Regions from separate parts of the Mus musculus genome. Here all the other regions are linked to region 1. Evidence: chromatin contacts called from public HiChIP or PLAC-seq and promoter capture Hi-C data. All regions are on one chromosome and are shown on one strand. Each heading gives the region's core, a stretch centred on a gene start, on an enhancer-like site or on the middle of the called end of the contact. The rest is flanking DNA. Distances are from core to core; before and after follow the strand shown.

What was found. Promoter capture Hi-C pulls out the DNA fragments that hold promoters and counts their contacts. HiChIP or PLAC-seq counts read pairs in DNA pulled down with a chosen protein or histone mark.
Region 2: a contact with region 1 is called in an H3K27ac HiChIP or PLAC-seq map of embryonic stem cells, with 14 read pairs. The contact joins the enhancer-like site here to the promoter of Spic in region 1. A contact is called at or near these places in 20 of 39 promoter capture datasets (the 3T3-L1 cell line, 3T3-L1-derived adipocytes, the C10 cell line and 13 more), 5 of 15 datasets of contacts at CTCF or cohesin (CD8 T cells, embryonic stem cells, large pre-B cells and 2 more), 93 of 484 Hi-C or Micro-C datasets (the AtT-20 cell line, B cells, the BV-2 cell line and 35 more), 9 of 115 datasets of contacts at active chromatin or transcription factors (bone marrow-derived dendritic cells and embryonic stem cells) and 5 of 9 other capture datasets (adipose tissue, embryonic stem cells, liver and 2 more).
Region 3: a contact with region 1 is called in a promoter capture Hi-C map of liver, with 2.6 times the contacts expected there. The contact joins the enhancer-like site here to the promoter of Spic in region 1. A contact is called at or near these places in 10 of 39 promoter capture datasets (the 3T3-L1 cell line, HPC-7-derived erythroid cells, cranial neural crest and 6 more), 2 of 484 Hi-C or Micro-C datasets (bone marrow-derived macrophages and brown adipocytes), 1 of 115 datasets of contacts at active chromatin or transcription factors (embryonic stem cells) and 4 of 9 other capture datasets (adipose tissue, embryonic stem cells, macrophages and 1 more).
Region 4: a contact with region 1 is called in a promoter capture Hi-C map of hematopoietic stem and progenitor cells. The contact joins the promoter of Sycp3 here to the promoter of Spic in region 1. A contact is called at or near these places in 16 of 39 promoter capture datasets (the 3T3-L1 cell line, 3T3-L1-derived adipocytes, the C10 cell line and 12 more), 2 of 484 Hi-C or Micro-C datasets (bone marrow-derived macrophages and forebrain), 1 of 115 datasets of contacts at active chromatin or transcription factors (embryonic stem cells) and 5 of 9 other capture datasets (adipose tissue, embryonic stem cells, liver and 2 more).

What each region holds. Positions count from the first base shown.
Region 1 is chr10:88,681,108-88,686,928 of GRCm38.p6, reverse strand. It overlaps Spic (Spi-C transcription factor (Spi-1/PU.1 related)), which reads left to right and starts at 3,906. Exons shown (of 6, transcript NM_011461.3): 1 at 3,906-3,954.
Region 2 is chr10:88,544,497-88,550,776 of GRCm38.p6, reverse strand. Mybpc1 (myosin binding protein C, slow-type) reads left to right here. Exons shown (of 29, transcript NM_175418.5): 15 at 1,414-1,520; 16 at 1,876-2,009; 17 at 4,646-4,805. Among named protein-coding and RNA genes, the nearest start is that of Chpt1, 44 kb to the right of the region's middle. Within about 2 kb of position 3,421, at least 14 of the 459 cell types and tissues checked have an H3K27ac peak or open chromatin away from gene starts, as enhancers often do. A contact at or near this core is called in embryonic stem cells and primordial germ cells, where this site is marked.
Region 3 is chr10:88,482,791-88,488,433 of GRCm38.p6, reverse strand. It overlaps Chpt1 (choline phosphotransferase 1), which reads left to right. Exons shown (of 8, transcript NM_144807.3): 3 at 1-52. Among named protein-coding and RNA genes, the nearest start is that of Chpt1, 18 kb to the left of the region's middle. Within about 2 kb of position 3,508, at least 5 of the 459 cell types and tissues checked have an H3K27ac peak or open chromatin away from gene starts, as enhancers often do. A contact at or near this core is called in liver, where this site is marked.
Region 4 is chr10:88,455,573-88,461,486 of GRCm38.p6, reverse strand. It overlaps Sycp3 (synaptonemal complex protein 3), which reads right to left and starts at 1,900. Exons shown (of 9, transcript NM_011517.2): 1 at 1,775-1,900. The coding sequence starts at 1,821.

The sequences.
Region 1 (5,821 bases), core at 2,657-5,156:
GATCTCCAAAATATATATTTATATTGATAAATGGAAAAATAAAAACTGTATGTCAGCCAGGCAGTGGTGGTGCATGCCTTTAATCCTAGCACTTGGGAGGCAGAGCCAGGTGGATTTCTGAGTTCGAGGCCAGTCTGATCTACAGAGTAAGTTCCAGGACAGCCAGGACTATACAGAGAAACCCTGTCTCAAAAAAAAAAAAGTCTTTATATAACTAATTATTTTTAATTGAAATTAGTTTTTGTTTTCATACAATATATTCTGATTACAGGTTCTCCTCTCCCCAAAGATTCTCCCCACTTCGAAAATCTACACCCTTTCATTAGAAAGCAGGCACCTGAAAAAAAAAAAAAAAGAAAACAAAGGAAAAGCATAAGAATATATATAACCTAGAGACACGCATTCACACACAGAGAGACCTCATAAAGAAACAAGATCAGAAACCATAATGTAATAAAATAAAAGCCTAGACCAAACATTATGAGACTTGAAAAGAAAAAAGAGGGGCTGGTGAGATGGCTCAGTGGGTAAGAGCGCCCGACTGCTTCTCCGGTCTGTCCTCAACGTCTATGCTAGTTTAGTTATGTATTTTCCCTTTTATTTATTTTTTGTTTGTTTGTTTGTTTGTTTGTTTGAGGCTATCACTAAAGCAATTCTCTGTGTCAGCCTCCAGAGTGCTGGGAATCACTCTGAGTGTATCACCACACTCTGTTGAAGCCCTAGTGCTCTTACATTAATTTAAAATGCTGCCGGATGGGAGGAGTCACCAGGGACCATGAAGGACAGAAGCAAGGGAGCTGAGCAGAGGTCCTAGAGTGTTGAACTCAGGTCATCAGGCTTGGAGGCAAGCGTTCTACTGGCTAAGCCATCTCACAAGTGGATACAGTTTAAACAAAACAAAAGGAAATGAGAAGGCCAGAGGAGCAAGAGAGGAAACTGTGTTCCCATCAGTTGTTTTTACTGCAGGGATCACTGGTCATGTCTTTGTCTTCTCAAGTAGATTTTCTGGCTACAATTTGTGTCTTCTATTTCTCCAGCCATGGAGTCTGTGCTTCAGAAGAGATGTTCCTACAGGGAAGTCCACTGTCCTAGTCTCAAATCTGTATTAAAATTTTTAGATGGGGCTGGAGAGCTGGCCCAGTGGTTAAGAGCACCGACTGTTCTTCCAGAGGTCCTGAGTTCAATTCCCAACAACCACATGGTGGCTCACAACTAGGTGGGCAGTGGTTGTGCACACCTTTAATCCCAGCACTTGGGAGGCAGAGGCAGGCAGATTTCTGAGTTCGAGGCCAGCCTGGTCTATAGAGTGAGTTCCAGGACAGCCAGGATTACACAGAGAAACCCCACCTCGAAAAAACCAAAACAATCAACAACAACAACAAAAAAAACAAAACCAAAAAGAAAAAAACCCTTTTACATGAGGGTTTCAAATGTCCACCATCTGATGGTGGCCAAGGTTGGGAGGAATCAGAAGAGGCAATAATGAGAAGAGAAAGTACAGGCCAAGGCTACACAGAGAAACCCTTTCTCGAAAAACAAAACAAAACAAAACAAAAAAACAAAAACAAAAAAACAAACCAAAAAACAAAAAACTGTATGTCTCCAACATGGGGGAAGACTTGGTGGGGCTTGGGATCCAATAAAAATAAACCAACGTGAGAGATTCGGGTTCTACTTTGTTACTTTAAAGTCTACATTTGATAAGAGGAGCTGTTCACTGTATTTGCATGACAGACAGTCTCAGGCAGGAAACTTGTTCCATCTCAAAGGTGAGCACACGCCCTTCTTGACCTTCCCACCCACAAGATTTACTGATTCTTTTGTTTACTTGCTTGTTTGGATGTCCCCCGGCCAAATGGGAAAGTGCTTAAAAGTAGGTCCAAGTCAAGTCTGTGTCAGTCAAACCAGAGGATGCCAGAGGAGTTTGTCCCCATCTTGCACTGGCGGACACAGTGTTGGACAGGTAAGTGAACTGGATGCATGGGAAGGGTGTGTACCTAACCTTAGAGCTAAGTAAGCTTTGCTGCTCTTCATCCATGCCTGCAGTATCTGAGAAACATCAGCTATCCAGAGAGTGGATCATTTAGGTGCCCTTCTGTGTAAAGCAATCTCAATGCCAAGGAAAGAGAATAGTCTAGATTTCTAGGTCTTTCTCCTTCTCCTTTTCTTGCTTCTCTTATCCTCCCCCCATCTCTCTCTCTATCACACACACAGACACACACTTTGTGTGTTTAGACCAGGAGATGCAGGGTGGGCTGGGCATCGCCATGTAGCTGTACAGATGGCAGATGGTTGTGATGGGCACACTGTGGCTGATGTCACACTGTGACTGATGGCATACTGGATGATGGCACACTGTGGATGATGGCGCACTGTGACTGATGGCACACTGGATGATGGCACACTGTGGGTGATGGCACACTGTGGATGATGGCACAGTGGATGATGGCACAGTGGATGATGGCACACTGTGGATGATGGCACAGTGGATGATGGCACACTGTGGATGATGGCACAGTGGATGATGGCACACTGTGGATGATGGCACACTGTGGATGATGGCACACTGGATGATGGCACACTGTGAATGATGGCACACTAGATGATGGCACACTGTGGATGATGGCACACTGTGGATGATGGCACACTGTGGATGATGGCACACTGCGGATGATGGCACACTGTGGATGATGGCACACTGTGGATGATGGCACACTGTGGATGATGGCACACTGGATGATGGCACACTGTGAATGATGGCACACTAGATGATGGCACACTGTGGATGATGGCACACTGCGGATGATGGCACACTGTGGATGATGGCACACTGTGTAGCTGATGAGCACACTATAGCTGAAGAGCTCACTGTAGCTGATGGTTGTGAGCCATCATATGGTTGATGGGAATTGAGCTCCAGCCCTGCTTGCTCCAGCCCAAAGATTTATTTATTATATGTAAATGCACTGTAGCTGTCACCAGAAAAGGATGTCAGATCTCATTATGGATGGTTGTGAGCCACCTTGTAGTTTGCTGGGACTTGAACTCAGGACCTTCGGTAGAGCAGTCAGTGCTCTTAACGGCTGGGCCATCTCTCCAGTCTGCAGCCAGTGTTCTTAACTTCTGAGTCATCTCCCCTTTTCTTTTCCTTTCTTTTCTTGAGTTGTAGCCCTTTCCTTCTTGTGATGTGATGTAGCCCAGGCTGTTCTTAAACGTACAGTGGTCCTCCCGCCTCTCCTGAGTAGTACGTAAGCCTGATACTGAGTGTGATACTACAATTAGTCTTTTGAAGGAGTCAGTTCTCTCTTCCACTCTGTAAGTTTGGGAGCTGAACGTAGCTCATCAGGTTTGAACGTAAGAGTCTTGACTTTGTCTCAGGTCTCCTTTAAACTCCCTCTTGAGTCAACTGTGAGAACTAAGCTTTAGGTTGGTCACACCAAATGCTGTCATGTGGGGGCTGGGGCTCTAAGTCTCAAAGGAAGGGTTACAATCAAGTGCTGGTTTATTGTGGGGAGCCTGATCTAAAGGGCTCGTAGGCAGGCTGTTGAGAAGAAGTCCATAGTCTAGAGTGTGAAGTCCAAAACTGGGAGAGATGATATAAGTGAGAAAAGAGGGGTGGCTAAGGTCAGAGGTTTCTGGATGGAGTTAGCAGCTCAGAGGAGTGAGTGGAGTGTTGGGGGGGGGGGGAGAATGTTGTGGGGACTGGGTGCTGAGCCTTGAGTTTGATTCTAATGCCCCAGAGAATGCTAACTATTACATGTCCTTTCAAAATAATAGCCCCTGGTGTCTTACTTGGTCACATCAAGAAGTAGAATTATGCAGGCACTGTGCCTTTTAAAAAAAATCCCCTTTGCAGCACTTCCTTAAAAAATAGCTATTTAATGCGACTCTGCCAGGGTGTTGTTGATAGCGTCCTTGACATTTCAGTACAGATATCGCCACTTGGTTTTCCTGGTAAGTGTTCAGTTTATGTCTTCCCTGAACCTTTGTATTAAGTGTTCCATTTTCTCCTTGGGATGAATGTTTCTTGGGCTATTGTTTTACTGTCTGTTCCGCTGCGAGAAATAGTAAGCCATTGATAAGCTAAAGCTGAATCATCAGTTGAAATACTGCTTGGAATGGAAAGGCAGGCTTGAGGCTGTAGAGGCTGTGGGTCTTTATAACACAAACTCTAATTAAACTGATTAAGCTCCTTTATTTACAGTTCATAGAAACCTTGTTTTCGGGAGCTAGTAAAAAGAGTTTGCTTCTATTCTCATACTCTAGGCGCTGTTAAAGAGTGAGTTCAAAATACAATAACCTTCAGCACTACAGGGTGAGGTCATAGTTTAAAAGTCATGAATGGCTTTTTAAAAAATACCTAACACTGATAGTATTCATTTGATGGGTGGGCTAGCGCACGACGACAATCTCAGCATTTGGGAGGCTGATACAAGAAGATTGGCAAGTTTAAGACCAGTTTGGACTACAGAATGAGTGTGTGATCTTAGACCAGGCTACACTGTCATTGTGTGAAAAGAGTAAAGAGATCACCCCCCACCCCACCCCCAAAAAAAGAACATAGCCTAAACTATAATTTATACATTTTCTTTTCTTTTTTTCTTTCTTTTTTTTTTTTTTTTTTCGAGACAGGGTTTCTCTCTATAGCCCTGGCTGTCCTGGAACTCACTCTGTAGATCAGGCTGGCCTCGAACTCAGAAATCCGCCTGCCTCTGCCTTCCAAGTGCTGGGATTAAAGGTGTGCGCCACCAACGCCTGGCTTCTTATGTTTTCTTTTAAGTGATCTAGTGCAAAGATGATGTATTGTCATCTCACTGTATTAATCAGTATTAAATGTTGAATATTAAGTAATACTAAAGAGTATCAGCTAGGATTACAGGGTAAGAACTTGAGCCTATGTTTAATGATGAAGTAATCTGTGTTAAAGTCCCACACTTTCTTATGTGGCTTTTCTTTGTTACACCATTCAGCAAGTCACATGAGGATGGAGAACTTAAGGTCATCTCTGACAACCGGTGTCTTAGAGAAAATACAAATCTCAAGAAGGGATAATAATAGCGTGAATCTTTCTTCCTTGAGAAAAAAAGAAAAAGTCACACACAGCCTCTAACTCACAGAAACCCAGTGTTTACTGGAACTCTACACCACCATGCCCCGTGTATAAAATAAGTCGTTGGAATTCTTAAATATGTTCCAGTTATTTCTGTGTCATCAATTACGCAGCGACAGTGATTAACATCAGCTGTCTTCACATTTAAGAAGTTAGAGGAGCCGAGTCAATGGCTCTGCAGGCAAATGTGCTTCTGCTGTGAACTTGAAGACCAGAGTTTAAATTTCCAGAACTCCCACTAGTTAGGTTTTTGCTGCCTGAGTACAAAGTCATCTGGGAAGAAGAAACTTAATTGAGGAAATGTCTCAATTAAGCTGGCTTATGGGTCAGCCTGTAGATCTTTTTATTAATTAATGATTTTATGTGAGAGGGGCTTTGACCACTGCAGGTGATGCTACCCCCCTCGGCAGGTGGTCCTGAGTTAGGTAAGAAAGCGAGCAAGCTGAACAAGTACATCCTCTGTGGTGTATGTCCTGACAACCCTGGATGATGTCAAAGGAAGGTTAGATGAAATAAAGCCTTGTCTCTCAAGTTGCTTTGGTCAGGGTGTTTTATCCTAGTACCAGAGACCAAACGAGTATAGTTTGTCAGGGTGTGGTAGCCTCCTGTAACCTCGAGACATGAGACAGGCGGCACCAGCTGGTTAACTAGACCCAATCAGCAAGCTCTGGGGCACATGAGAGATCCTGCTTCCTTATGTAAGGAAGAGAG
Region 2 (6,280 bases), core at 2,172-4,671, 140 kb after region 1:
ATTGTAAATTAAGATCCTTATTTCGCCAGGCATGGTGGCGCACGCCTTTAATCCCAGCACTTGGGAGGCAGACGCAGGCGAATTTCTGAGTTTGAGGCCAGCCTGGTCTACAAAGTGAGTTCCAGGACAGCCAGGGCTAAAGAAAAACCCTGTCTCGAAAAAGCAACAAAACAAAACAAAACAAAGCAAAAACAAACAAACAAACAAACAAACAAAAGATCCTTATTTCATGGGACTGGAGAAATGGTTCAGTAGTTAAGAGCACAGATTGCTTTTTCAGAGGATCAGCACTCAATTGCCAGCACACACATGGTGGCTCACAACTGTCTTAATTCGAGTTTCAACGGATCTGATGCCTGCCCTCTTCTGGCCTCTACAGGCACTGCATGCACACAGTACACATACATAAGCAAGCAAAACACCCATACACATAGAATAAAAATAAAGTAAATCTTTAAAAAATAAAATAAAACCTTGAAACCATAATTATTTTCATCCCTTAATAAAAACAACTATCACATGTCCTTTCTTCTATTTTTGTTTTATTATGGGAAAACATAATTGCCTAGAATCTAGCAAAGAATTAAGGCAAGAAATTGAGCTTTGACTTATGGATTTCTGGGACTTGAAATCCTTTGAAGTTTTATATGTATATAAAAACACACATTCATAATATCTTTATGTCCTTCATATGTGTGTCTATGTCAGTATATGTGTGCGGTACTGGGGATTGACTCTCACATGTGCTAAGTTAATGTGCTCACACTAAGCTGCACCCCTATGCCCAAATTGTACATTTAAAAAAAAAAACAAAACTTTTTTTTCTAGACAGGGTTTCTCTGTGTAACAGTTCTGACTATCCTAAAATTCACTCTGTAGACCAGGCTGACCTTGAACTCACAGAGATCTGCCTGTCTCTGCCTCCCCAGTGCTGAGATTACAGGCCTGCGAGACCACCTCCCAGGGTTAAACTGCACACTTTTCAGACTTTTTACAATGAGAGCATCCATAGGTTGCATCCAATCCTCACTGATCCATGGCCCATAAACCTAAGAACTATTACTCTTTGGCATATGTAGCCAAAGCCAGTTATTTCCTTTGTGGTTTCTTTTATATTTAAATGTAGCATTATTAAGATGCTATATTTTGTTCTTTTTGAAGTTATGAGAAAGAATAATGGACGCTTGCATGCATAATAAGCAGGTTGTATTTGTAGAGATACTTCATATAATCGAAACCACATCTGACTTGGGTCAATGAATATAGTAACACCTTCCCCATACCCTGTCCCTCTCTTCCTCCCTCTCCTATATGAAGTAAGTGAAGGATAAAGGACAGATGTCTCTTCAGTTTGGGTCATGTATACTCTATACCCTTGCAAAGTGTTAGACCTGTGCTTTCTTCTTTCCTTAGAATCCACAAGTTAGTCATAGCCAATGCTCTCATTGAAGATGAAGGTGAATATGTATTTACACCAGATGCCTACAATGTTCCTTTGTCTGCCAAAGTTCATGTCATCGGTGAGTAGATCGAAGGAATTATTGTATAGCTGACCACTTGTTTGCTTATCTTGGACTCTAATGTATGAAAACAATATGACTTAAAAGATACATCAAGTGCTGTTATTCATTATAAGTGGTTGATTTGTAAACATGACAAGAAGCAGTTTTCTAGGGTACCAAGCACCAACTGCCATGATGACTCATGACTCATATGTGTGTATGTGTGTATCATACATATATATGTAAATATATATATCATGTTTTACCCAGGTTAAAAACTGATTGTTACCAGTACTTATCAGTAGTCAGTCACTAGCCAAAATACCACATGGAAATGTCTATGTGATAACAAAAGCCCTGCTGACTATTCCAGACCCTCCCAAGATCATCCTGGATGGCCTGGATGCTGATAACACAGTGACAGTGATAGCTGGAAGCAAGCTTCGCCTGGAGATTCCTGTCACAGGGGAACCACCTCCCAAAGCCATCTGGAGCCGAGCAGATAAGGTTTGTTACACTCACATGCTCTGAGCACAATGCTCACACACAAACGCCACACATGTGCAAGCATGTGCATGCACATGACCTGACCCTGTGATTCAGGTGCAGAGAAGAGGCACAAATCAAGTGTATGCTACAGCCAGGTGTCGTAGTTCGTGTCTTTAATCCCGACACTGGAAACAAACACAGGCAGGCTTCTATGATTTGGAAGCTAGCCTGGCCTACATAATGAGTTCTGGGACATTCAAAGCTACAGTCAAAGAGTGAGACCCTGTCTAAACACAACATACAGAGAGAGAGAGAGAGAGAGAGAGAGAGAGAGAGAGAGAGAGAGAGAGAGAGAGAGAGAGAGAGAGAGAGAGAGAGAGAGAGAGAGAGAGAAAACAAAAAAAATAGTCCAAAAAAAAGTTCATTATGGATATAATTCCTCTGAAAAGAGAATAAAAACTGATTTTTGCATGAATCCATTAATCATTTGTTTTTATATTTCTAGCCACCTACTTATTTAGCTAAGCCTGATTCTGTGACTTATGAACACAGTCCCACCTTATATTCCATGGATGCCATGGAGCAGGAAGGAAGAAAAGAAGTAAAATAGAGAAGGAAATCACTTTGCATAGTAAAGAGTGCAGTGGAAATAACAGGACATGCTAAGCTGGGTATGGTGTCCCGTTCCATAACAATTACACTGACTAAGATAGGAGTATTCACTATCAAAGGACAGTAAAGGCTACCTAAAAAGACCCTGTCTTTAACACACACACACACACACACACACACACACACACACACTAAGCAAAATGAAAAACCCAAGAGCATATTGTGATAGTAACTGGGCAGAGTGTCACCCTCACCCACCTAAGCCTCCATGATTGACAGTAAGAGACTCCCCTCCCTGAATTCCGAAGGGAAGTGATCTCCTGGTGTAGGCCTTGCAAGCACCAAGGTCAAGGACAGGGAATGAGCTTAATTAGTGTGTGGGAGGCCTAGAAAGCCACTGCTGCTGGGTGGAGACCAGGAGAAAACAAAAGATGGGGACTTGGGGGGGAAGGGGGTAAAGTGTCTCAGTTTAAACAATCCCTGGCTTCCTGGGGGCGGGGTTGCAGGGGAGACTAAAGGCAGAATTTAAGACTTTTACTTGCAGAGAAATGGAACCACAGGAACCCAACTTAAATTCTCACACAGAGAGTAATCCCCAAATTAACAAAACCGTGTGAACAGTTAATTTCTGGACATCTGAACCAGGTCAAGTTATAAAAAGCGATGGCTCAGAATATAACAATAAGTAAGGATATCCTACACTGCCTTGCTTACTGCCTTGGGAGAATATTCCAATGGTAGTGACAGGGGGGGCTAGTAGGGGGTAGAGCCTTTGCCTGACATGCATGAAGCCCCGGGTCTGGTTCCTAGCAGAGGAAAGAGGAGGGAGGGAGATATTTCAATCCAGGTAACATACAGGGGGTAAACACCCAGACATAACCTAAAGACCGTTTAGGGCTTTTTCATACAAGAAGCCCAGGGAGGCAGGAGATCATGCACTGGAGTGGAAGCTGCTCAGATGGAGCCCTGGGGTGTGGGGGCCAGTATGGTGACATGTGCCTTTATTCCCAGTACTCTAGAGGCAGAGGCATGAGGATCTCTGGGAATTCAAGGCTGGTCTGGTCTACACAGCAAGTTCCAGACCAGTCAGGGCTATGCAGTGAGCACCTGGCTTAGGAGATCAGAGGTTGGGGGATGTAGCTCAGCGGTTTAAGAATTTAACACAGCAGAAAATCAAAGAGTACAGCTGCCAGCTCAGCTTTTCCCTGCCACTTGGGATCAGTCATCTTTCCACATCCTTATCCAAAGTGGAAACTTAAGGCTGAGAGTTGGCTCAGTGGTTCAGAGCACTTGTTGCTCTTGCAAAGGACCCAGGGAGTCCGTTCCCAACATCGACATAGCTGCTAACAACCATCTATGACTCCAGCTCTGGGAGATCTGAGGCTGTCTTCTGACCCTCAGGAATACTGGATATCCATGGTGCACAGACATATGCACGCAGAACAACACACCCATAAAGTGAAAGTAAATACATCTTTTAAAAATGGAAACTTAATATTAAACAGAGTGGAAGATTATCCTGGCACCATCTTCCAACACTGCTCACCCGCTGCCATGTTTTTTTGGTTTTTGCGTTTTGCCTTGCTTGTTTTTTGGAGATAAGATCTCACTATGTAGCTCTGGCTGGCCTTGAACTTGCAGATCACAGAGATCTGCCGCCAGAGTGCTGGGGTTAAAGATGAGTGCCCCCACTCCCAACCTTTTCAACGTGTTCCCGTTTTCTCAAGATATCCATGCAAATGAAATCCATGAGTCTCTGATATTAGTTGGCATCCCAAAAGGACACCTCCCTTGTATTTTTCTGTCCTTGGCTTTCTTTGGGAAAGCTTCTAGTTAACAGACTTTTGAATCCAGCCCCGGCTCTCTGCCTCTCAGCAATGTGGGCTTGAGCACATGAAGTCTGGGTTCCCTCCTGGGTAAATGGAGTAGATTGACCTGACAATGTACAGGTCAGACACTTGGGCCCGCCTGGCTGAGGTCCTCAGATACTCTAGAGTGGCTCTTGTCAATCCATCACATCGTGTTTGCTTCTTCCTTTTCAGGCTATTATGGAAGGCAGTGGTCGGATCAGGGCAGAATCCTACCCTGACAGCAGCACACTGGTCATTGACGTGGCAGAGAGAGACGACTCTGGTGTGTACAACATAAATCTGAAAAATGAGGCTGGAGAAGCACATGCAAGCATCAAGATTAAGGTTGTGGGTAAGTTCTCCAGGAGAACAAGCCTCTTAGACTCCGACAGGAGGAAACCACACATAGCTTTATTTTACCAACCAGCATCTCTCTTTTACTACCTTTGTTGTTTTTCTTTGTGTTACCTTCCTTCCTCTTATTTTTCTCCTCTGTTTTCTCATCTAGAGAACTCACTGGAGAAACTAAACAGTTAGGGGTGTTTGGGACTATTGGTTATACCTCTACAAAGTCATCATCCCTTTGGGTGCCCTTCAAAATCTTTAAGCACTTTTTTTTTTGCAATAAAGATATAATTACAATATTTTACCTCTTTTCCTCCATCCAGAATCTCCCACACCCTATAACTCCCTCTCAAATTCATGGACACACACATACACCTACATATGTAGAAATACAACCTGTGTGGTTTCAGGACTGACAACTTGGTGTTGGATAACCACTTGGGGTCTCATCCCTGGGGAAGAATATTTCTCCCACTCTCAGAGTCTCTTAGTTGCCTGTGTAGTTCTTTGTGTATGGATGAAGTCCCATGAGATTTCCCCCTTTTGTGTTAGCACATTTACTGCTGTTCTTGTTTGGGTCTTGTTTAGGCTGCATATTATTAAGGTATCATGGGTGAGGCTTCCTTGTTTTCTAGGAGCACAATGTAACAGCAGATGCCCTGCTCCTTCAGCTCTTATAATCTTTCCATCCCCTCTTCTGCAATGTTCCCAGAGTCTTGGGGTTTAGGCTTGTGTTGTAGATGTATCAACTGGTGCTGGGCATCCCATGATCTTTTGCATTTTGAACAGTTGTGGTAGTTGCAAAGAGAGGTTTTCTTTGCTGCATTGTGAGAACTCATTTGTGGTCATAAAGATAAGTAGTTAGAATGCAGAATTGTACTGATTTAGTTAAATGCCAGTAACGGGTTCTCCTCTGAGACCCATGACCTCACTAGCTCTGGGTAGTTGCTTTTGGGTACCAATTGAAACACAATTGCTAATCAGTGATCATGAGGAATGGTAATCATGTGCATTGATCCTTAGCTTTCTAAATGCATTTTAGCTCAGCTAAAACCCAGTGACTTGAGTCTACCTGACTATTAGTGTTCCAGATTCTCCTGGACCCCTCTTCTCACTTCAGATTTCCTTGAGGAACCATTATTTTAAAGTGACCCCAAATTAGTCACTTTATCAAAAGCTTAAAACTATACATTAACATAGTGTCTTGCCAATTCTGAGTTGAATTTCTCCAATCAACATCTTGAATCTTCTATTTGATATAAAATTGACAATAATTAGTCCTTGGTTTCCCTCTGCTGGAAGTTAATTTTGTAATTAAAAAAAAAAAAAACCTATGTCTAAGATCTAGGTGATAATTTCTTTGCACTACTTTCAGAGTAAAGAACAGGGGTGTCTGGTTGCATGTGGAATGTGTCCTTTAATGTGACAGTTTTCAAGGACTTGTAGATATTGTTTGTTGATTTTCACTGAGCTTTCCCCTTT
Region 3 (5,643 bases), core at 2,259-4,758, 200 kb after region 1:
TTTACTGTGCTCATTGGCAGACTTACGTCTCAGGAGTGTTAAGATTTGGAAGGTAAGTATGTTTCTTAAGTTCTACATTTTACGATGCAACCAAATTCATTTTTATAATCTATAATGGCACCTGCTCATATCATGAAGTCAAAGCTGTGTTCAGTAATTAAAGTTCTTGTGATTTATCAGAATAGCCATGAGTGCCAAACCTACAACTGTTTTGGTATTCCGCATGTCATAGCTACGTTATTTGACAATAGTATTTTCTTCTAACCTTTATAGTTATATTATTTGACAATATTTTTTTTCTAATCTGCTCAGACTTATTAGTTCAAATAAGAATAGTTGTGATAGAAGAAAATAAAAGTTTTTATTTTATTTATTGTACCAAGGAATTAAAAAAGGGATATACAGTACCTAAACACTACTGGGCTCATAAAACAATGTAAGGATTTTTTTGTTGTTGAAGAAATTTAAATAAAAAACAAAAAATCCTTTGATAGTGTTATATATGTAGCCCTGTCTGGCATAAAATTCACTATATAGACAATAAAAGCAAATATGCCTTTAAATGACATGACAGAGGACAAAGTTTAATGTAAATTTCATTAAAGCCTTATGGTGAAGCTCATTTCTTATATATGCTCTTTACTTTCATCTAAAGAAAGGTCATTCCTTGATAACTACCCACTTTTCTGCTGCTTCTAGTCACTAGGTAAAACCCATGCCAGTTGTGGATAGGCCACATATAATTCTATGACTGTTACTGAAAATACTATAACACAGATATTGAGTCGTAAGTGTAATAGGTAAGAGTATTGACTTGGAGATAGTCAACTGTTCTAGGATAGTCAATTGTTCCAATACAGGCATTGAGAAATAATTTTAATTCCCACCTCTCACCCAAAGAAAAAAATCCAAAACAAAAAACACCTCTAAATAATTTATAGCTCATCTAACATACAGGTTTTTAGCAGATATTAACACTCCTCTTCTTTCTCTTCTGTAAAGTATCATACATATCATATGTGTGTTTACTTTGACCATTTCTCAGATAGGCTGGAAATTTGTGTTTGCTTGCCATTGATGTTGCAAATACTTGATGTCATTATTCACAGTTTTATTTGTGTGTTAAGAGTAAGTTCACTTTATTCCTTTAACTGTGCCCAAAATAACTCAGTCAAGAAGTTTTCTTCCGGGCTGGTGAGATGGCTCAGTGGGTAAGAGCACCCGACTGCTCTTCTGAAGGTCCAGAGTTCAAATCCCAGCAACCACATGGTGGATCACAACCATCTGTAACAAGATCTGACGCCCTCTTCTGGAGTGTCTGAAGACAGCTACAGTGTACTTACATATAATAAATAAATAAATCTTTTTAAAAAATGAAAAATTAAAAAAAAAGAAGTTTTCTTCCATATCTTTTAAAAAACCTAATTCCCTACCTTTACTATATTTGCTAAGAAATTATTATTCCTCTCATATCTAAAGACAGGTATCAAAGCAAAGATGCAAAAGTAGGTAGACAGAAAAATTTGAAATACAGGGGAAAATATGTAGATTGGAGATATGGACTTAGTATGTAAGAAGACAGATTTTATCTTAAGGAAAGACAAAATTGTTGAGAGGATTTGAAGCTGCAGATGAAATTCTGGAGCCAGTATTTTAGGAGCATGGTACTGCTTTAGCTATTTTTGAGAAATGACTATATGTAATATGGTATATGAGCTTATAAAATTGATAAAAACATTTACCGATATCATAATTAATCTTATTTTAAAACAAATACACAAATATGCATGTTTTATTAAAAACTAAGCAATGGGATTAGACAGGTAATCTCCGACCTGGGTTCCATGGCTCTTCATAGCTCTCTGTAACTCCAATTTCAGGGATCTAACACCTTTCTCCTTCTATGGGTACCAGGCATGCAGGTGGCACACAGGCACACGCTGGCAAAACACCCATACATAAAGTAAAGCAATAAAGACAAAAGCAGATTTGCATTCTAATGAGTTAGATGTGCTTATTTATTTTTACCTAAAGAATAAATCTTGATTATTTGATATTGAAGGACATAGAGCATCTTCAACATTTTCAGAGCCAATCATTTGTTTGCTTTTATAATTACCAGTGCTGATTTCACATAAATATATAATACAAATCGTCAGAAGTATGCTTAGGGCTATTATACAAATGACTTGTGTGGTGGTTTGAGTAAGAATATCCCATTTGTTCTTATATATTCTTATATTTGTTCTTTGGTTGGTCATTTGGGAGTGCCACTGCTTGATGAACTCGAGAGCTGTGGCCTTGTTGGAGTAGGTGTGGGTTTTTTGGGAAGAAGTGTGTCATTGGGGCTGAACTTTGGGGTTTCAAAAGCTCAAGCCAGGCCCAGTGTCTCTCTTTCTCTTGCTGTTGTCTGCTAATCCAGATGGAGAACTCTCAGCTCCCTCTCCAGCACCATGCCTGCTGCATGCCACCATGCCTCCTGCCATAATGATCATGGACTAAACCTCGGAACTTTAAATCAGCTCCAATGGAATGTTTTTTTTTATAAGAGTTGCTGAAGCACGGTGTCTCTTTACAAGAATAGAACATTGACTAAGACAACAGAAAATTCTTTCATAGTCCTAAATCAAGCTTCATCTAATGCCCTATTGAGAAACTCAAGTCAGCATCTCAAACGCAAAAAGAAATATTTAAAGTCATACATTCTAATACAAGTTATTGATTTGTTACTTACATACTAAGGAATGATTAGAGCAAACTGTTGTCTGTTTTTCATAATTAAACTACATGTTTCTCTACAAGCAGAAAACTTTGTATGAGTAATAAAAGCAATGCAATTTATAATGTCCAACAGTCTTAGCTCTGAACCAAGGCATCTCAGGCAGTGTTGGTTAGCACCACGTGGCGTGTCTACTGGTGCCGTGTGTGCATGTTTTGTGTTCAGAACAAAGGCTTTCGGGGAGTCACGGGAGGAAGCCTGGGTGAGCACAGCAGATACTCTAGAGTCCTCACGAGTCGACTGTGAACTATTTGTTGTAATGTTTTCAGAAACTTTATACTATTGCTGATTCTTTCGGCAGCCCCCATACTCAGTTATGTGGGTTACAACCCAGAGTTGAGGATCCAAGTTCTAGAAGGAAGCCTGGGAAGATACCTGTAGTGTGGGATCTTTGCTACTCCGCTTTATGCTTTCTGTGGGTCCTGCTTCCAGCCACTGCGCAGGGAATCTTTGGATCTGCAAACACACACATTAGCTTAGTTTTAATATGACATTTAGCTCAATGGTTGGGCACTTCTAATCCTCTGCTGGCTACCCTAGGCCCAATTGGGGAAGTATCCAGTGGCCACTTATCTGAAATCTCACGTGACTAGTTGGCTTTATCTCCTACAGCTCCTATGTCCATTCATATCCCACTGTTTCATGGTAATTTCACCTTCTCCTCCCCCTGTGTCCTAGCCCATGCAACTTTATCTCTCTTCACCCCTCCCCACCCTTCTCCCTTTGCCCAGCCATTGGCCATTGACATCTTTACTGATCGATCAAAAACCAGCACAGGACAAGGACCTTTAGCATTTGGGCCTGCAGATTCTCAAATGAATGAAAGCATGAGAACCAACCTCAAACAGACACCTAGCAAGATAAAGAGTCACAGTAAGACATAGAATCAGAATCTAGCAAAGTAGTTCACAAAGGAGAGTGACTCTCAAACATTATAAGCAGGTTATGCAAGATAATCACTGATATTGAACCATTGCATAATAGAAAGTCATTTGAGAATGTTGCTCAGTGGTAGAACACTTGCCTATCATGTGTAAGAACCTGGATTCAGTCCCTAGCACTGAAAAAGAAACCATTTGTTTAAACAATTTCAGTTGAATAATGGGGCCAACGGCTAGACTATAGTAAATTTAATGGCACTTATGAAGAGAGGAAAAGATTGTTGGTGTAGATGGATTTTTCAGTGCACCAACTTCTAGACCAGAACAGAAGAGTTTTACAATTTCTGAGGAGCATAAGCTAGGGGACTCATGTTGCTTGATTACTGCCTTTGAGAGAAATTTAAACATGTCTACACATGAAGCAACAAAATATCTGTAGGAACCAAAGAGTTATGGCGTTGGTAACTTAATAAGGAAAGCTGATAAATTCTACCTCATTCATGAAATTAACTTAAATGTTCAAGAAATTGCCTTAGGCAAGTCTGGAGAGATGATTCAGCAGTTAAGAGCACTGGCTGCTCTTCCAAAGGACTTAGGTTTGGTTTCTAGCACCCAGTTCACGACCATTTGCAATTCTAGTTCCAAGGGCTGTGACACCCTCTTCTGGCCTTTGTGGGTACCAGACAAACATATAGTGCATATTACATACATGAAGGCAAAACACCCATACAGGTAGGAAGATATATGCATGCATACATACATACATACATACATACATACATACATACATACATACATACATACATACATATGACAGTAAAGATGGCTCAGTGGGTGAAGGTGTTTGCTGCCACACCTGATGACCTGGGTTTGACTCCTATGACATACATGGTAGACAGAAACAACCTGCTCAGGTTGTTTTCTGGTCTCCATGGCACACATACACAAGCATATACACACGTACACACAATCATACAATCACTAAATAAGTGTATTAAAAGTTTAATTAAGGGCTGGTGAGATGGCTCAGTGGGTAAGAGCACCCGACTGTTCTTCCGAAGGTCCAGAGTTCAAATCCCAGCAACCACATGGTGGCTCACAACCATCCGTAACAAGATCTGACTCCCTCTTCTGGTGTGTCTGAAGACAGCTACAGTGTATTTACATATAATAAATAAATAAATCTTTAAAAAAAAAAAAAAAAAAAAGTTTAATTAAAAAGTGAACACTGCCGGCCATGATGGCGCAGGCCTTTAATCCCAGCACTTGGGAGGCAGAGGCAGGCGGATTTCTGAGTTTGAGGCCAGCCTGGTCTACAAAGTGAGTTCCAGGACAGCCAGGGCTACACAGAGAAACCCTGTCTCAAAAAACCAAAAAAAAAACAAAAAAAACAAAACAAAAAAAAAAAAGTGAACACTGATCACCAAGAAGAGGAAGAAGCAGAAGAAAAGAAAGAATAAATATTTGACTTGAGGCTGGGGGAGTGGCTCAGTGGGTAAAGTGCTTGTTGCACAGTCACGGGGCCTGAGTTCAAATCCCCAGGTCCCACATAAAGCCAGGTGTAGCAGCAGATATCTATAATCACAGTGCTTCCATGACAAGAAGGAAGGTGGAGACAGGAGAGTTCATAGAAATGTGCACAGCAAATGACAAAGACACTATTCTCAAACGAGACACACAGTGAAGCCTAACAACCAAGGTGACCTGTGACCTCCACATCACCTGCACTCACATACCATACATACCAATAATAATGACAACAGCCGGGCGTGGTGGCGCACGCCTTTAATCCCAGCACACGGGAGGCAGAGGCAGGCGGATTTCTGAGTTCGAGGCCAACCTGGTGTACAGAGTGAGTTCCAGGATAGCCAGGGCTACACAGAGAAATCCTGTCTCGAAAAACCAAAAAAAAAAAAGACAACAACAATAAACAATTTGCCTTAAGGCATATAATTACTTACGTATTTTTATGACTGTTTTGTG
Region 4 (5,914 bases), core at 651-3,150, 220 kb after region 1:
CCTATTCTCTCACCACTCAGTCCCCCAACCCACTAGCCCTCTCTAGTCCTTCATTCCTCCCAGGCCCTCATTTCAGAGATGTGCAGTCTCCCTTGCCCCAATCATTCACCCTTATAGCACATCATTATCTCTATTCCTTATGCCACCACCCAAACGTCTAGCCCTTCAGTTTCTAGTACCTGTCTCCTAACCTCTAAAGGCCATCATTTCCTCAGGCCCCAAGAACTTTATTCCATCAACCCTATAAAGTCCCCATCCCAAATTACCCCTAGATTAATTCCCTCACCCACTACCCCTAATTGCCACAGCCCCAACCCTTAATTCCCTCATCCCCAAACATTAAGTCTGTCATTCCCAACTCAATTTTAATGTTCTCAAACCTGATCCTTAATCTCCTTACTCATAATCCCTAATATTCACTCTCATTCTCTCTCTCTCTCTCTGTCTCTCTCTCTTTTGGTTTTTCGAGACAGGATTTCTCTGTATAGCCCTGGCTATCCTGGAACTCACTTTGTAGACCAGGCTGTAGATCCTAAACCAGAGAGAGTCCCATATCCAAACACTTAATTTTCTCAGTCTGACCCCTAAATTGCTATACTTCCTATTTTTAAGTTTCTTCATCCTAACCCCAAATTCCCTGATTCCTTACCTCCTAGTTGACCTATGCCACCTCCTCCTAATCCCCTTGGACAAAGGCCCTAATTCCCTAAACCCCATCTCTAAATTCTCTCAGGCCCACCCCCATTTCCCTAGGCCACAACCCTAATTTGCCAGATCCTACCCCCATTTCCCTAGGCCACCCCCCACCCCGTAGACCACACCCCCTAGTTTGCCAGGCCACACCCCCAGTCCCCTAGGTCCCGCCCCTAATTCGATAGGCCCGGCCCTTAACTCCCAGCTGCCAGCCTCCATTTCCCTTGGCGCGGACCCCAGTTCCTAAAGTCTTGCCTCTAACTTTCCTTAGCCCCTGGCTCCTAGGCCTGGACCCCTAATTCCCTACCGCAGCTTCCTAATCCCTTAGGTCCCAACCGCTAATTCCCTCGTCCCTGACCCTGAGCCCTTAGCCATGACCCCTAGCTCCCCAGGGGCCGCCTTCTGACTTCCTTAGCTCCTGACCCCTAATTCCTTAATTCCCGCAGCTCCCAAACCCCGATTTCCTAGGCCCGCCTCCTAATCCCCTAGGCTGCCATCTCTTCCTTCCCAAGCTTCGGCCTCCAGGTCCCCTTGACCCCTGACCCCTACTTCCCCATTGACCTCCGTTGGCCGTGACCTTTAATTCCCTCAGCCTGACCCTTCTTCCCTAGGTCCGGACCCCTACTTCCCTCAGCCCTGACCCCTAACTCCCCAGCCCTGCTTCCCGACTGCTTTAGCCCTTGACTCCTAGTTCCCTCGGCCCTGCCTCCTAATTGCCCGAGCCCACGACTCCAACTCCCTCAGCCACGACCAACTCCGTCAGCCTGACCCCAGTTCCTTCAGCCCAAACCCCAACTTCCTGCGCCGGACCCCCAACGTCCTGTGCCGGACCCTCGACTGCCTAGGCCCGAACCCCAACTCCCTAAACCCTAGGCCCGACCCCAACTTCCTGCCTGGATGCCCAACTCCCTCGGCCTGACCTCCGCTCCCCTCAGTCCCCGCCTGTCCCCCACCGGCCATGGTTGGCGACTGGCCTGCCTTGGTTGTGGCGCCTTCCCCCCTGGCCGGGACTCCTCCTCTTCCCGAGGCCCAGGCCCACGAAGGCCAAGCCGACCCGGCTTTCACTCCCCCATCTCCTTACCTCAGCGGCTCCGGTGAGCTGTCGCTGTCCCCACACCCTCGAAGCATCTGAGGAAACCTGGCCCTTGGGCAGGAGTAAATACAGTCCGGCCCCGACCAAGCTCTCTGCTGATTGGCTGAACGCCATGGGTACACACACGCTTACGTATAGCCCCGCCTCCTAGCACGTGCTCCATGCCCGTTCTCACGTGGGAGCCAACGGCAGGGACACGATGGGCGGGGCACTTCCATGATGGACACCTCACCTCTACCCTGAGAAGCAGCACTTTCCCGCTGTTCCTTCCTTCGCTTTAGGAAGTCTTATCCACAGCACACCCGACTCTCCCATCCCACCTGACCTGGCCATCTTTGCTCATGGATCCTCATTCACACCTATATGGAAACTATAAATTATCCATCTTCCCGTTTCCTGATGTCTTTGTTTGATTCTTTGTTGTTTTCTGATACGGAGTCTCAACTCTAACCCAGGCCGACTTCAAGCCCCATGGTAATCTTGCCATAGCTTCCTAAATGCTGGGATTATAGGAGTAAACCATAGCCGATTTACATTTTCTGAGTTTCGATAACACATATAGTCTTTAATATAGCAATACATCATAGTTTTCTTTATGCCTGAGCATTGCAATAACGAAAAAATTCAACATTTAATATAATATTCTGCAACTCACTTTTTATTCATTATTGCTATAAGAACCGCTGTTATTATAGATAGCCAGGACTAACATGCAAACAGGATTTATGGTACAGCAGTCACTAGAACAGAGTTTATAAGGTTTTTTATGCTAGCTTTTGATTTCTGAGTTTTTTCTGTGTTCATTTTCATATAAAAAATCATCATTACCTTGAGTGCTAAAAAATCATTCCTCTACAAGTTCCATGAGTCATTAAGTTTTTAAATATATTTTTAAAAATATTTTAATTAAAATATTTAAAAATATTTTAATATTTAAAATTTTAAGAAAAAATATTACCTTTTCTATAGAAACTGATGTCTCATAATTTATTAAGAAGTGTGTGCTCAGGGCCGGGCCTTGGTTGGCACACACTTTTAATCCCGGGAGTTCAAAGCCAGCCTGGTCTACAAAGTGAGTTCCAGGACAGCCAAGGTTACACAGAGAAACCCTGTCACGGGGAGAAAAAAAAAAGTGTGTGCTCAGAAACGGAGGAGGAGTGAATGGGGGAGGGGGAGGATTGGGAGGAGAGGAGGGAGGAAGAGTAACATATGAGAGAAGGATAAATAAAACATTTTTTTAAAACCGTGTTCCCTCCCTTTAATGACTGTGTCATACATATATCATGTCCCTGTTAGCTTTATGTCAAGAAAAATTTTGCTAGAACAACTGTACATATACAGCTCTCAGGGAAAAGGCTTTTGCCAATGCAAATGAAACAGCTCTGCTCATGCAGGCAGAAGTTTCCTTACTCTGTTTAGGCAGGGGAGGTTGCCCCAGTAGGTGTTACAGCTCTGCTGGGAAAGGTATCCTGGCAGTGGAGATTCAAGAAAAACCACAAAGTCACACTACACAACAGACCTCACACAAGAGATTTACTGGGAGGGAAAAATCCAGGAAGGCGGCTGCTTCTGTTATGGTGAGAAAAAGCAGGGAACTGGGCAGAAGTCAGGGTTATATAAAACTTCTTGGGGTAGGGGGGTCGGGGTGGGGAGGCGGAGCAAGGAGGGAGGAGGGCATTCTTTTCAGTGTGCCCCGGGATTGGAGCATTATCTGGCCTAATCTTGAGGCAAACTCTGGGATTGGTGGGATTTTGTGACCCGCTCTTGAAGCTCAGAGATTCGTAGGATTTCATGCTCAGGGAATTGGTGGGGTTTTGTTGTTGTTTTGTCTTTTTGTTTGTTTTTGTTTATTCTTTGGTCCTGGTCTCAGGCTTGGAGTTAAATTAGGGTCAGGGTGCCTTTTCCTTGGCCCTTTTAGACTCTACATTTACGGGGTGTAGTGTGATAATTTGACAGTTCGTAAGATCAAATCAAAGTATGTTTCCCAAAATTTCTGCGTTTACTCTTCCTGTTGTTCAGCTGGCAGATTTCCCTATGTCCCTCGTGCAAACCACAATTTTCATCGCTCCAACTTTAGGGAACTTTCAATTCGTGGTACAGCAATTCTCACACCTTGTTCCTCGCTAATACACATCCTGGGATGCTTGACTCTTCATTTCCTACATGATTTTCAATAGGGTTTCCTAGGTCCATTCAACAACAACAACAACAACAACAAACAAAAACAAAAAACCAAACTTGTTTGTTTTCTTTGCTGTGGGAAGGGTGACACTGACCTATAGAACTAGACTGAATTAGAGAGAACGGAGGCTCACTAGTCTTATGCATGTGTGTGTGTATGTGTGTGTGTGTGTACATGCCTGCATTTGTGTGCATAGGTATTCTGGCATGTGTGTGCATGTCTGATCGGAAAATCAGTGGTCAGTTTTTGGGTGTCATTCCTCAGGTTACACTTATGAAGTAGCAACAAAATATTTTTATGGTTGTGGGTCACCACAACATGCCGAAGAACTGTATTAATGGGTTGCAGGGTTAGGAAGGTTGAGAACCACTGCAACCTAACCTCTGGCTAAATCTAGGCATCTAGCTGTAGGGACTGCCCACATAGGGTAAAGGAGAAGCAGGAAATCACACGTGTATATGCCCAGGTGTGGGAAGCCATGCGGCTGGAGGCCAGGTGAAACCCACTTGTTTACTGCCTTGCCGAGCATGCGCAGTGAGGCTGCATGCGTGGGCTGCCTGCCGGGCAAGACTGTTCCTCATGATAGGGCCCTGTCAACCTATCTGTGAATGATCTGAGCTCCTGCCTGGAGCATGTGTGAATTCTGATTGGATGAGGTGGGGTCCGACTTGGTGTCTGTGTGGTTCCTGTTGCTGCTGGCTCGGAGGACCAACGACACCCAGGCACCTTTTAAAAAGCTGGAGGCATGTCTTATGGGATTGACTTAGAAATAGAGTTGTTTAGCCTGCCTCTATAACCTCAGGAGTGACACCTGTAAAGACATGTGTTTGTGCCGTTAGAGGGCTGAGCAGAAAAGGTCTGGAGCTAGATGGGTCATGTAGAGTAGATTTTGAGGGGGGGTGTCGACACAGAGTTTCTTTGTATAGCCCTGGCTGTCTTGGAACTCACTTTGTAGATCAGGCTGGCCTCGAACTCAGAAATCTGCCTGCCTCTGCCTTCCGAGTACTAGGATTAAAGGCATGTGCCACCACACCCGGCCAGAACAGACTTTTTTTTTTTTAATATTCCAACATTATATGCGCATTTACTCCTTTGCTGTCCTCTCTCCTCCCTGCCTATGTATGTGTGAATTTCACAGTGCTCAGTACTTGTTGGCAGAATCTTTCTAGATACACTGGAGCGTCCGACACATTTTATAAACAGTAGTAAAGTAGCACTCTATGTAACTAAGTCTTTGTTAAAATTCATATGACACATCGCTTGGAGAGGAATAACCAGACCCTTCCTGAATTGACCATGCTGTGACAGTGTATGGCCAAAAAAAAAAAAAAAAAAATGAATGAATGAATGAATTAGATTTGACACAAAAGGTTCCTTTTGAGCATAGAGTTGTTATGTGACCTCTGGACATTGAGAGTCAAGACATGTCCATACACTGGCAGTGGGGGGGCAGAGGGAGGCTTAGAAGGCCAGACCACCAGTGTGTTGAATCTGAGGTTCTCCTGGGAACCTCTGCCATGGGTGCTAGGCCCTACTTATTTATTTATTTATTGCTTGTTTGTTTTCATTTTAATCAGTGGTTCCTTTTTCTATCTCCAATAAATTATATTTCTTGTTTTCTTTACATCCCGGTCACAGCCTCCTCCCTCCTCTCCTCCCAGTCCCACCCTTGCAAGCCCCTCCTTCCATTAGCCCCTCCTCTTCTCCTCTTGGGTACTATCCCACCCTGGGACATCTAGTCCTGACAGGACTAGACACATCCTCTCCCACTGAGGACCAAGCAGATAGTCCAGTTAGGAGAAGGGGATCCAATGGCAAGGAACAGAGACCAAGACAGCCCATGCTCCACTTGTTAAGGGGCCCACACGAAGGCTAAGCTGCTCATCTGCTGCAAATATGTAGGGGGGAGGACAGGTCCAGCCCCTGCATGCTCCCTGCATGGCCCA